Linked DNA regions of Sus scrofa: all the other regions are linked to region 3. Evidence: chromatin contacts called from public Hi-C data. All regions are on one chromosome and are shown on one strand. The core of a region is the stretch at or near the end of the contact, and the rest is flanking DNA. Distances in the headings are between cores, read along the strand shown. Region 1 has its middle 22 kb from the start of KRT18. Region 2 holds the start of KRT18 (keratin, type I cytoskeletal 18). Region 3 holds the start of KRT8 (keratin 8).

Region 1 (2,830 bases), core at 113-2,612, 59 kb after region 3:
TTTTTTTCCTATTTTTTTTAGGGGTGCACCCACGGCATACGGAAGTTCCTAGGCTAGGGATCCAATCAGAGCTGTGGCCACTGGCCTACGTCACAGCAACGCCAGATCTGAGACAGGTCTGTGACCTACACCAGAGCTCAAGGCAACGCCAGATCTTTAACCCACTCAGCAAGGTCAGGGATTGAACCTGCATCCTCATGGATGCTAGTCAGACTCCTTTCTGCTATGCCACAATGGGAACTCCTCTTTCTTTTTTTTTTTAAATGGGCACACCCACAGCATATGGAAGTTCCCAGGCCAGGGACTGAATCTGAGCTGCATCTGTGACCTACACCACAGGTGCAACAACACCAAATCCTTAACCCACTGAGCGAGGCCAGGGATCCAACCCACATCCTCATGGAGACTATGTCAGGTTCTTAACCCTCTGAGCCACAGTGGGAACTCAGAGGTCTTTGTAATTAATTCACTTACCTGCAAAACCTGACATGAGGCTGCTTCTAGGTTTCATATACCCCACCTAGGGGGGAATGGGTGTACGTCTCCCTGCAGAAATAATAAAGGGTCTGATTCCATGGTTTCAGGTGCCACATCAAACCCCGCTGTGCTTTTACTTGTACATTATACATAGTACGTTCCCTTTCTAAAATCTAAAAGATTCTGAATCCCAAGAGCCATCTGGACCTCTCGGTTGGGTTCAGGGGTTGTGAACTTGTGATATCAATCCAGGTTTAAGGGGTTTTGTTTTAGTTTTTGTTTTTGTCTTCTTTTCACAGCACACAAGTGGCATATGGAAGTTTCCAGGCTAGGGGTCAAATCTGAGCCGCAGCTGCCAGCCTACACCACAACCATGGCAACATTGGATCTGAGCGGCATCTGTGCAGCGTGCTGCAACACCGGATCCTTAACCCAGCGAGCAAGGCCAGGGATTGAACACATCCTGTGCACATACAGGAGTTCCCATCATGGCTCAGCGTAATGAACCCAACTAGAATCCATGACGACATGGGTTCAATCCCTGGCCGTGTTCAATGGGTTAAGGATCCTGAATTGCTGTGAGCTGCAGTGTAGGTCACAGATTCGGCTCAGATCTGGCGCTGCTGTGGCTGTGGTGTAGGCGGGCAGCTGTAGCTCTGTTTCCACCTCTAGCCTGAGAACCTCCAGATGCCAAGGGCGTGGCCCTAAAAAGACAAAAAACAAAATAAAAATAGAACGTGCACATACAAATAAAAGTGAAATTGTACCAAGCAGATCAAAGTAAGATCTCAAAGGAGAGGCACGTTTGACCTGGAGAAAGAGAAGCTGGGGAGGGAAGAAGGGCGCCCTGGGCAGTGTCAGGAGACCTGGGTTGCATCAGGCTGACTCACCTGGCCACGCTAATACACCTCTTTCCCCTCCGGGCCATTTTCCTCCCTGACAAAACCTTCCATCTCCTCTGAGTTCCCGTCTATTCTCTATGACGTCAAATAGCTGAAGGCCTGTCATTCAGGAGACGAGACACCAGACTGGTCTTTGTACCTCCCCGAGGAGCCAAGCCTGGGTAGCCCAGGAGGCGGGCCTCCGTTCCCACGAAGGGCTGTGTGAGGTGCTCTCCCACAGTCCGGCCAGCTGCCCGCCTCATCCTCCCCGCAGTGAGGCAGCCTGGGGTTTGGGCATTGGACAGGGGGCCAGAGAAGGGGCTCATGGCCTGAAAAAAGGTGGGTGGCCTCCCCAGGGACAAGGAGAGGGATGAACAAAATCCCAAGGGTCTGTGGGAATTCCCACTGTGGCTCAGTGGGTTATGAACCGGACTAGTATCCATGAGGAAGCGAGTTCGCTCCCTACCTAGCCTCGCTCAGTGGGTGAAAGATCCGGCGTTGCCATGAGCTGTGGGGTAGGCTGCAGATGCAGTTCCAATTTCACCCCGAGCCTAGGAACATCCATAGGCCGCAGGTGCGGCCCTAAAAGGCAAACAGTACAAAACAAAACAAAAAACCTCAAGGATCTGGGATCCGGGCACGCCTGCTAGGTGTTGTCTCCCTCCCCATAATAGCAGCTGCAAAGGGCCCGGGCCCAGCTTCCCAGAAACACCTCCCCGGACAGAGCCCAGCCGATGCCCCACAAGAACCATCCTCATCACCTCCATTCCCTGTCTCGGGACAGACCTTCTCCAGCCCCAGGATCTATATTCCAGGGAACAGTTCTGAGGATTGATTTCTGAGGACCAGTAAGGCCTGGCCTGGGGGTCACAAGAGAGAAAGGAGACACTCACTCTGGGGAGCCTGAGGGGGTAGACTGAGCCTTTGGGATGCACCCCCCACCCCTGGACCCAGTGAGCTTGCTCCAAACCATCCCCTTGCTCTTGAACTTCTGCCCTCTGCTTCTTTCTCCTTTTTCTTTTTCTCTCTTTTTTTCCTTTTTCTTTTTTTTTCTTTTTAGGGCTGCACCAGCAGCATATGGCAGTTTCCAGACTAGGGGTCAAATCGGAGCTGTAGCTGCCAGTCTATGCAACAGCCACAGCAACGCCAGATCCGAGCTGCATCTATGAAGGACACCACAGCTCATGGCAACACTAGATCCTTAACCCACTGAGCAAGGCCGGGGATGGAACTGGAATCCTCATGGATATTATTCAGGTTCTTAACCCACTGAGCCACAATGGGAACTCCTGCCCTCCCCTTCCCCACTCCCACCTCCCCTTTGGGCTGAGGCCAGAGCGTGCAAAAGCCAGTGGTACCAATGAACTGAACCCTTTCCTGTTTGGTGCCAGGCCCTCTGGTCCGGAGCAGGTGACCCTGTCCTGTGCCCGCAGGAGGCAGGGAAGGCTTTGCCATCCACGCTCCACTGTGGA
Region 2 (2,925 bases), core at 177-2,676, 37 kb after region 3:
GCCTCCAACTAGCTCCCAGTGGGTGTTTCCCCACCAGAAGATGCCAGGCCTGGGATGATCCAGGGCCAAGCCCCTCATCTGAGCTGCACCTGCCCCCTGGCTGGTCCTTTGACCCAGCTACTCCCCAGGGCACCTATCCTCCCAGGTCTCCTTGCCTGTCTGCCCCCTCCTCTTCAGTTTAGCTGGCAGCTCATTAAGAATCAATAGGTCACTGCAGAGCAAACAGCACAGACAGCTAGGTAATGCCAGCCCCTGCCTGACAAACCAGCTGCTGGTGGTGACAGGCCCAGAACCTTAGGATTCCTCCAGCTCATTCAGCAGGGGGTCACCATCCAGCTTCAGGGGTGAAGGGAGCTGTGGGAATTTCTCTACCTGCAGCCTTTTCACTCATATCCTGGCCGAAGCTTCCAGAAGGAGGCAGCCTCCACCCACTCCTTGGGATCCAGAGAACCTTTTGAGGAGAGGCAGGGAAAGGAAGAGGGCTTGCCAAAAAGTCCGAGTGAGGAGGAAGAGAGGGCCGACCACCAGGCTGAGGCTCACCTAGAATGTTTCTAGGTGCACGTGTCTGTCCTCTCGGACAGGAGAGCTCCATGAAGATTACCGGCGTCTTTTCACCACTGCTCCCCAGCAACTAGAACAGAGCCTGACACACAGTAGGTGCCCAACAAATATCTGTTGAACTGTACGTGCCCAGCTATTATTTCTTTACCCAAGGGTGTGGGTAAGGCTGAAACACAAAAGTGTGCAAAAGTGAGGACAAGTCCCCTGTTCAAATCACTGAGTGTTTCCCAGAGGCCAGGCCTCCCTGGGATGGAGCTGAGGGAAGAGGGGAAAGGAGACCCCGTTCAGAGAATGAGTTTGTTTTCCAGAGTCTGAACATGATTGGTGAGTGAAGGTGTCTGTGGGTAATTGACAATACCCGCCTATAGGATGCAGGAGGACTGTTGGGGAATCAACCGAGGTGGGGACCCGTGTAAACCAGCCAAATTGAGCCTCAGGATGGCATTTCTCTTCCCCAGGACTCTGGGGGCTCTAGGATTCCCCAAGATGTCCCCTGCAGGTGGGAACTTGGGGTGCAGGCTGAGCCCAGCTAAAGCAGACACACTCTTCTCCGGACCCTCATCCCCCAAATTCTCACAGGCTGGATCTCCTCTCCCTGGGGGTAGGGTGGGGGTACAATATCATCATTTCTTGCCGTGAAAGCACAGCTGCCAGAGCCACCTTCACCTGCTGCCCTTGCGGGTCTCCATCCCGCTCACTCACCCCCTTCCCGCAGGGTGGAGGGTGGCCGGGGCAGGGCAGGGCTGAGGGGGCGGGGAAAGGCTGGGGAGGGTCAGGAACCATGGGCGATGATTCCCCGCTGTTCACCTGTGACCCGGGCTTCCGTAGCGACTCCGGTGGCAGGGGCGGAGCCTGTCCGGGAGGTCCCCTCCCCTTCCCTCGGAGCTATAACTTGAGTTGCGAACCTAACACCCTCCACGGCCCAGCACCTGAGCTCTGGTCTCGCTCTTCCCTCGCGGAATAAGCAACATGAGCTTCAGCACCCAGTCCTCTTTCTCCAGCTACCGGTCCGTGCAGTCGCCGGGCCACCGGGTCCGACCGGTCAGCAGCGCGGCCAGCGTCTATGCAGGCGCCGGGGGCTCGGGCTCCCGGATCTCCGTGTCCCGCTCCAGCAGCGTCCGGGGCGGGAGCGGCTGGGGGGCCGGGATGGCCGGGGGTCTGGTGGGTGTCGGGGGCATCCAGGGCGAGAAGGAGACCATGCAGGACCTGAATGACCGCCTGGCCTCCTACCTGGAGAGGGTGAGGAGTCTGGAGGCTGATAATCGGAGGCTGGAGATCAAAATCCGGGAACACCTGGAGAAAAAGGGACCCCAGGTCAGGGACTGGAGTCATTACTTGAAGACTATCGAGGAACTGAGGGCTCAGGTAAGAGGGCAAGGAGGGAGCAGCCCCAACTCCCAGCCCTGATGGATCCTCCAGTTGTCGGCTGCCTTCCCTCTTCCTCCCCCTCCCCCAAGGATAGCAATTCTAACAGAGTGGGGTACGTTCACTCCTTCCCCCATCTCCCACCCCTCCTGCAACTCCGACTGGGGGGCTTAGGAATGCCCCAGATTTCCTTACACACCTCTGGCCACCGGGCTCCCAAGGGTGGTGAATGAGCAGGAAGGGCTCTTCCCCAGGAGAGAGCCGGAAGGGGAGGTGGGCATTTGCAAAAGAGTGGACAGCATGGAAGGAGGTGAAACAGGAGCGGAGAAGGGACAGCTGGAGGGGTTAAGCGGATGTGGCTAAAGCTGAGTCATCTAGGAGCAAACAGAAGGCCTACCTGTGGGAGAGACCAGTGGGGGAGGGGGGCCACTGAGCAGGTGCTCTCGCAAGAAATGCTAGGAGAAGGCCAGGAGCAGGCTTTTTAGCAGCTGCTCGTTTCTGGGCAGGCCAGCCAGTGGAGGCCTGGAAAGGAAGGGCAGCAGGAGGTGGGAAACGCTGGGATTTGGGACTCCAGGAAAGGAGGGGACAGTGTGAGGGGGCACAGGTGGAAGAGGAGAGGTATACAAGGAGAGCCTCTGGTTACCCGGGGACCAGGAAGGTTGTTTTACTGAGACACATGACACCTCCCAACGTACTCAGCCCTCCCCATCAACTTCCCACTCACCGAGCAACCTCTCTGTCCATCCCCCCAGATCTTTGCAAGTTCTGTGGACAATGCCCGCATCGTTCTGCAGATTGACAATGCCCGTCTCGCTGCTGATGACTTCAGAGTCAAGTAAGGATGGGGGGCTGGGGGCTGTGATCCGGTGGGGTTCACAGTGGGATCTTGTGCAGCTGTAGGTGGAGCTGGATGAGTGAGAGTAAGGCTCCGTCAGTTCACTTATTCATGAGCCCCAGTTTTCATACCCAAGTGCCAGTACCCAACTGCCAGGAACTGTG
Region 3 (2,779 bases), core at 80-2,579:
GCCTTTGGGGCGGAGCCAGGGCAGGGGACAGTGAGAGGGGACAAGGGCCGAGCGGGGAGGGGCGTTGGCGGACAGACGCCTTATCTGAAGCCATAAACTCCGGAGTTTAACGGGACGTGAAACCCGGGTGGGGTGTCCCACGCCCCGCAGACTTTGAATCCTGGATGGGCTTTCCTGAAGCCAGCCCCTGGCGTCCCCCCACCCCACTCCGACACACCCACGCAACCCCAGATGCTATGAGCTCGGCAGGTGGAGGGGCAGATCTCCAGGACTTCGGGCCTCTGCCCCTCACCCCACGGTAGGGGCGGGTCTCTGCCCCGCCCGACCCCACCCACACGGCCGGTTCCAGCCCGGCCCAGGAATGAGTCTTACTGATGCCCCCCACACTGGGGCCCTGAGACGCCAAAGGCCTCGATCAATATTTGCCTGTTTGAATCAAGACACCTGCTTCCTTCTCCCAGAATCCTATCAAACCTCTGTTTATTTAAAAAAAAAAAAAAAAACTGAAGCACAGGGGCCCCACTGGGAAGCCCTTGAGGTGGCGCTAGGGAAGCAGAGTGAGCTCCCCTCCCAGCCCACAGCTGAAGAGCTGGGAGTCTACCAGGCTGGAGGCTTTACAGAGGGTCAGCCCTCTGTTGGGGTGAGGTGGGCCAGGGAGGGAAGGAGCCCCGAGATTGAGGGTCAGAAGCCGCCCAGACCCCGCCCCACCCGCAGCCCTTCCCCTGCCCAAACCAAAGTACACCCGGCAGGGCGGCGTTCTCAGCTGGAAGAGAAAGTGTTGCCAGGGTGGGTGGTGCCCAGCGGAAGGTGAGTAGTAGGGGCCTGGAGATGTGCCCACGAAGGGTGGGGTGACCAAGAGAAAGGGCTGGGATCCTGGACGGGGCCCCAGGCACAGCCAGCCACGCAGGGGGAGCTCTCACCTTGTCGATGAAGGAGGCAAACTTATTGTTGAGAGTCTTGATCTGCTCCTTCTCCTGGGTGCGCACGGCCTGGATGTTGGGGTCCACCTCCAGCTTAAGGGGGCTCAGCAGGCTCTGGTTCACTGTGACAGCTGTGATGCCTCCCAAGCCTGAGGGCCCACCGTAACCTCCAACCAGACTCATGCCAGAGCCCAGGCCACCCCGGAAGCTGCTGCTGCTGCTGCCCACCCGGGAGAAGGCCGAGGAGCTGATGCGGGTGCCCGGCCCGCTGGTGTAGGAGCGGCTGCTGAAGGACCGGGGGCCGGAGGTGGACACTTTGTAGGACTTCTGGGTCACCCGGATGGACATGGTGGAGGCTGGAGAGGAGGCGAGTAGGCCGGAGCAGAGATTCAAGGAGTCGAGAGCTGCTTCTCGGTGGGGGACAGCTCCCCGGATGGCCTTTTATACAAGAGAGCCCAGCCCCAAAGGAGGGGATCGGCCTTGTAGCTGAGTGGCTAGGCCCGAGGGGGCAGGGCCAAACCTGACACCTGCCACCTACAGGCTGGACTCAGGTGGGGGCAGCAGAGAGCTGCGCCCTCCCAGGAGCCCACTCCAGCACCACCCCCGGCCCAGGAAAGGGCCATTCCGGGAATGTGAACATGGAAGGGCTCTCTACCAGCCTCTACAGGTTTCCCGAAACAAAGGAACTTGCCTGGGGTCGCCCAGCCATGGCAACCCGGACTCCTGGGACTTATCTCCTTCCCTCGTGGGAAAGAAATTCTCAGACCGGGAAGCAGCAGGAAAGGGATCCCTGGCATTTGAGTCTCCCCTGAACGGGTGGACCCCCCCCCAAAGACACGACCCTGTGTTCTGGTCACTTTGAATGATGACCAAGTTCTGCCCAGGCTGAAGGACAGGGCATCCAGGTTCTGGATCCTTGAACCTGAGGTCAGCCATTTGCCCGGTCTCTCCTCAGTTACTGCTGTGCGTTCAGCACTTGGTGCAATGCCAGGGGTGGGAGGCTGGGTAAATATCTGCGGAATGAATGAACACACACACACACACACACACACACACGCTCTCTTCCCTCCGAGGCTGGAGGTGCAAGTCAAAGTGAGATCCAGCACAGCCCTTTCCTGGCCACAACCCTGTGTCTCCTTTCAAGATCCCAGGAGTCCCCCGGGCCAGGCTGCACACCACGAGCCTTGCTGAAAGGCCCAGAGAGGGATGAACAAGAGTTCGAGGGTGAGGTGGGGGCAGCTGCATGGGGGGGGTTCAATCTCCTCCCTTTCACTGCAGCTTGAGGGAGTCGTTCCCAGAGCTCCCCGGTGTGAATCACAGGAAGGGAGACAGGACTGCGGGGGAGGGGGATAGAGTGGGGGGCACCCATGGCGAGTCCACCTGCAGCCCCCTGGCCCCTCCTTCTCTTTCTCTTCCCAGGCCCCCAACTGGGAGAGGAGAGGGAAGAGTCCCTGCACCTGTCTCACCAAACCCATTATGAGAATGACTAAGGAGAGCGGGTCAGGGCACCGCGTGCACCTGCAGAAGGTTAGAGAATGGGGAGCTGAGTAAGGCACCCCAGGCCTGGGTGCGGCCAGGTGGGGCAGGCTGTGGGTGGAAAGCAGGAGGTTTAGGTCCCCGAGGCAGAGATTCCAGCTGCAGTTACCTAATGGCTGGGGCTGGATTCTCTGAACACTCCTGCAGGCCATGCCGTTGGGACTGGTGGTTGTTAAATAGAGATCCCCCCTCCCTGGGGGGAGAGAGGGAGGGGCGGCCCCCAGCCCCCAGCCCCAACCCAGGAAAGAGGGTGACTTTTACTGTGCACCTACCCGGAGGGCAGATGTGCAGGTTCCCCCCCATCTTTCTCCAGTGGCAACACC

Evidence for each region. Hi-C and Micro-C count contacts between places; a contact is called where the count stands out from the background.
Region 1: a contact with region 3 is called in a Hi-C map of omental adipose tissue, with 1.9 times the contacts expected there. The contact joins the enhancer-like site here to the promoter of KRT8 in region 3. A contact is called at or near these places in 2 of 5 promoter capture datasets (fetal skeletal muscle and liver), 7 of 47 Hi-C or Micro-C datasets (epiblast stem cells, fetal liver, liver and 2 more) and 1 of 2 datasets of contacts at active chromatin or transcription factors (skeletal muscle).
Region 2: a Hi-C map of liver shows a contact between it and region 3, with 10 times the contacts expected there. The contact joins the promoter of KRT18 here to the promoter of KRT8 in region 3. A contact is called at or near these places in 6 of 47 Hi-C or Micro-C datasets (embryonic fibroblasts, epiblast stem cells, liver and 1 more).

Annotation. Positions count from the first base shown.
Region 1 is chr5:18,237,904-18,240,733 of Sscrofa11.1, forward strand. No RefSeq gene overlaps it. Among named protein-coding and RNA genes, the nearest start is that of KRT18, 22 kb to the left of the region's middle. Within about 2 kb of position 1,363, at least 2 of the 83 cell types and tissues checked have an H3K27ac peak or open chromatin away from gene starts, as enhancers often do. A contact at or near this core is called in omental adipose tissue, where this site is marked.
Region 2 is chr5:18,216,260-18,219,184 of Sscrofa11.1, forward strand. It overlaps KRT18 (keratin, type I cytoskeletal 18), which reads left to right and starts at 1,427. Exons shown (of 7, transcript XM_005652579.3): 1 at 1,427-1,926; 2 at 2,679-2,761. The coding sequence starts at 1,531.
Region 3 is chr5:18,178,948-18,181,726 of Sscrofa11.1, forward strand. KRT8 (keratin 8) reads right to left here and starts at 1,330. Exons shown (of 9, transcript NM_001159615.1): 1 at 921-1,330. The coding sequence starts at 1,268.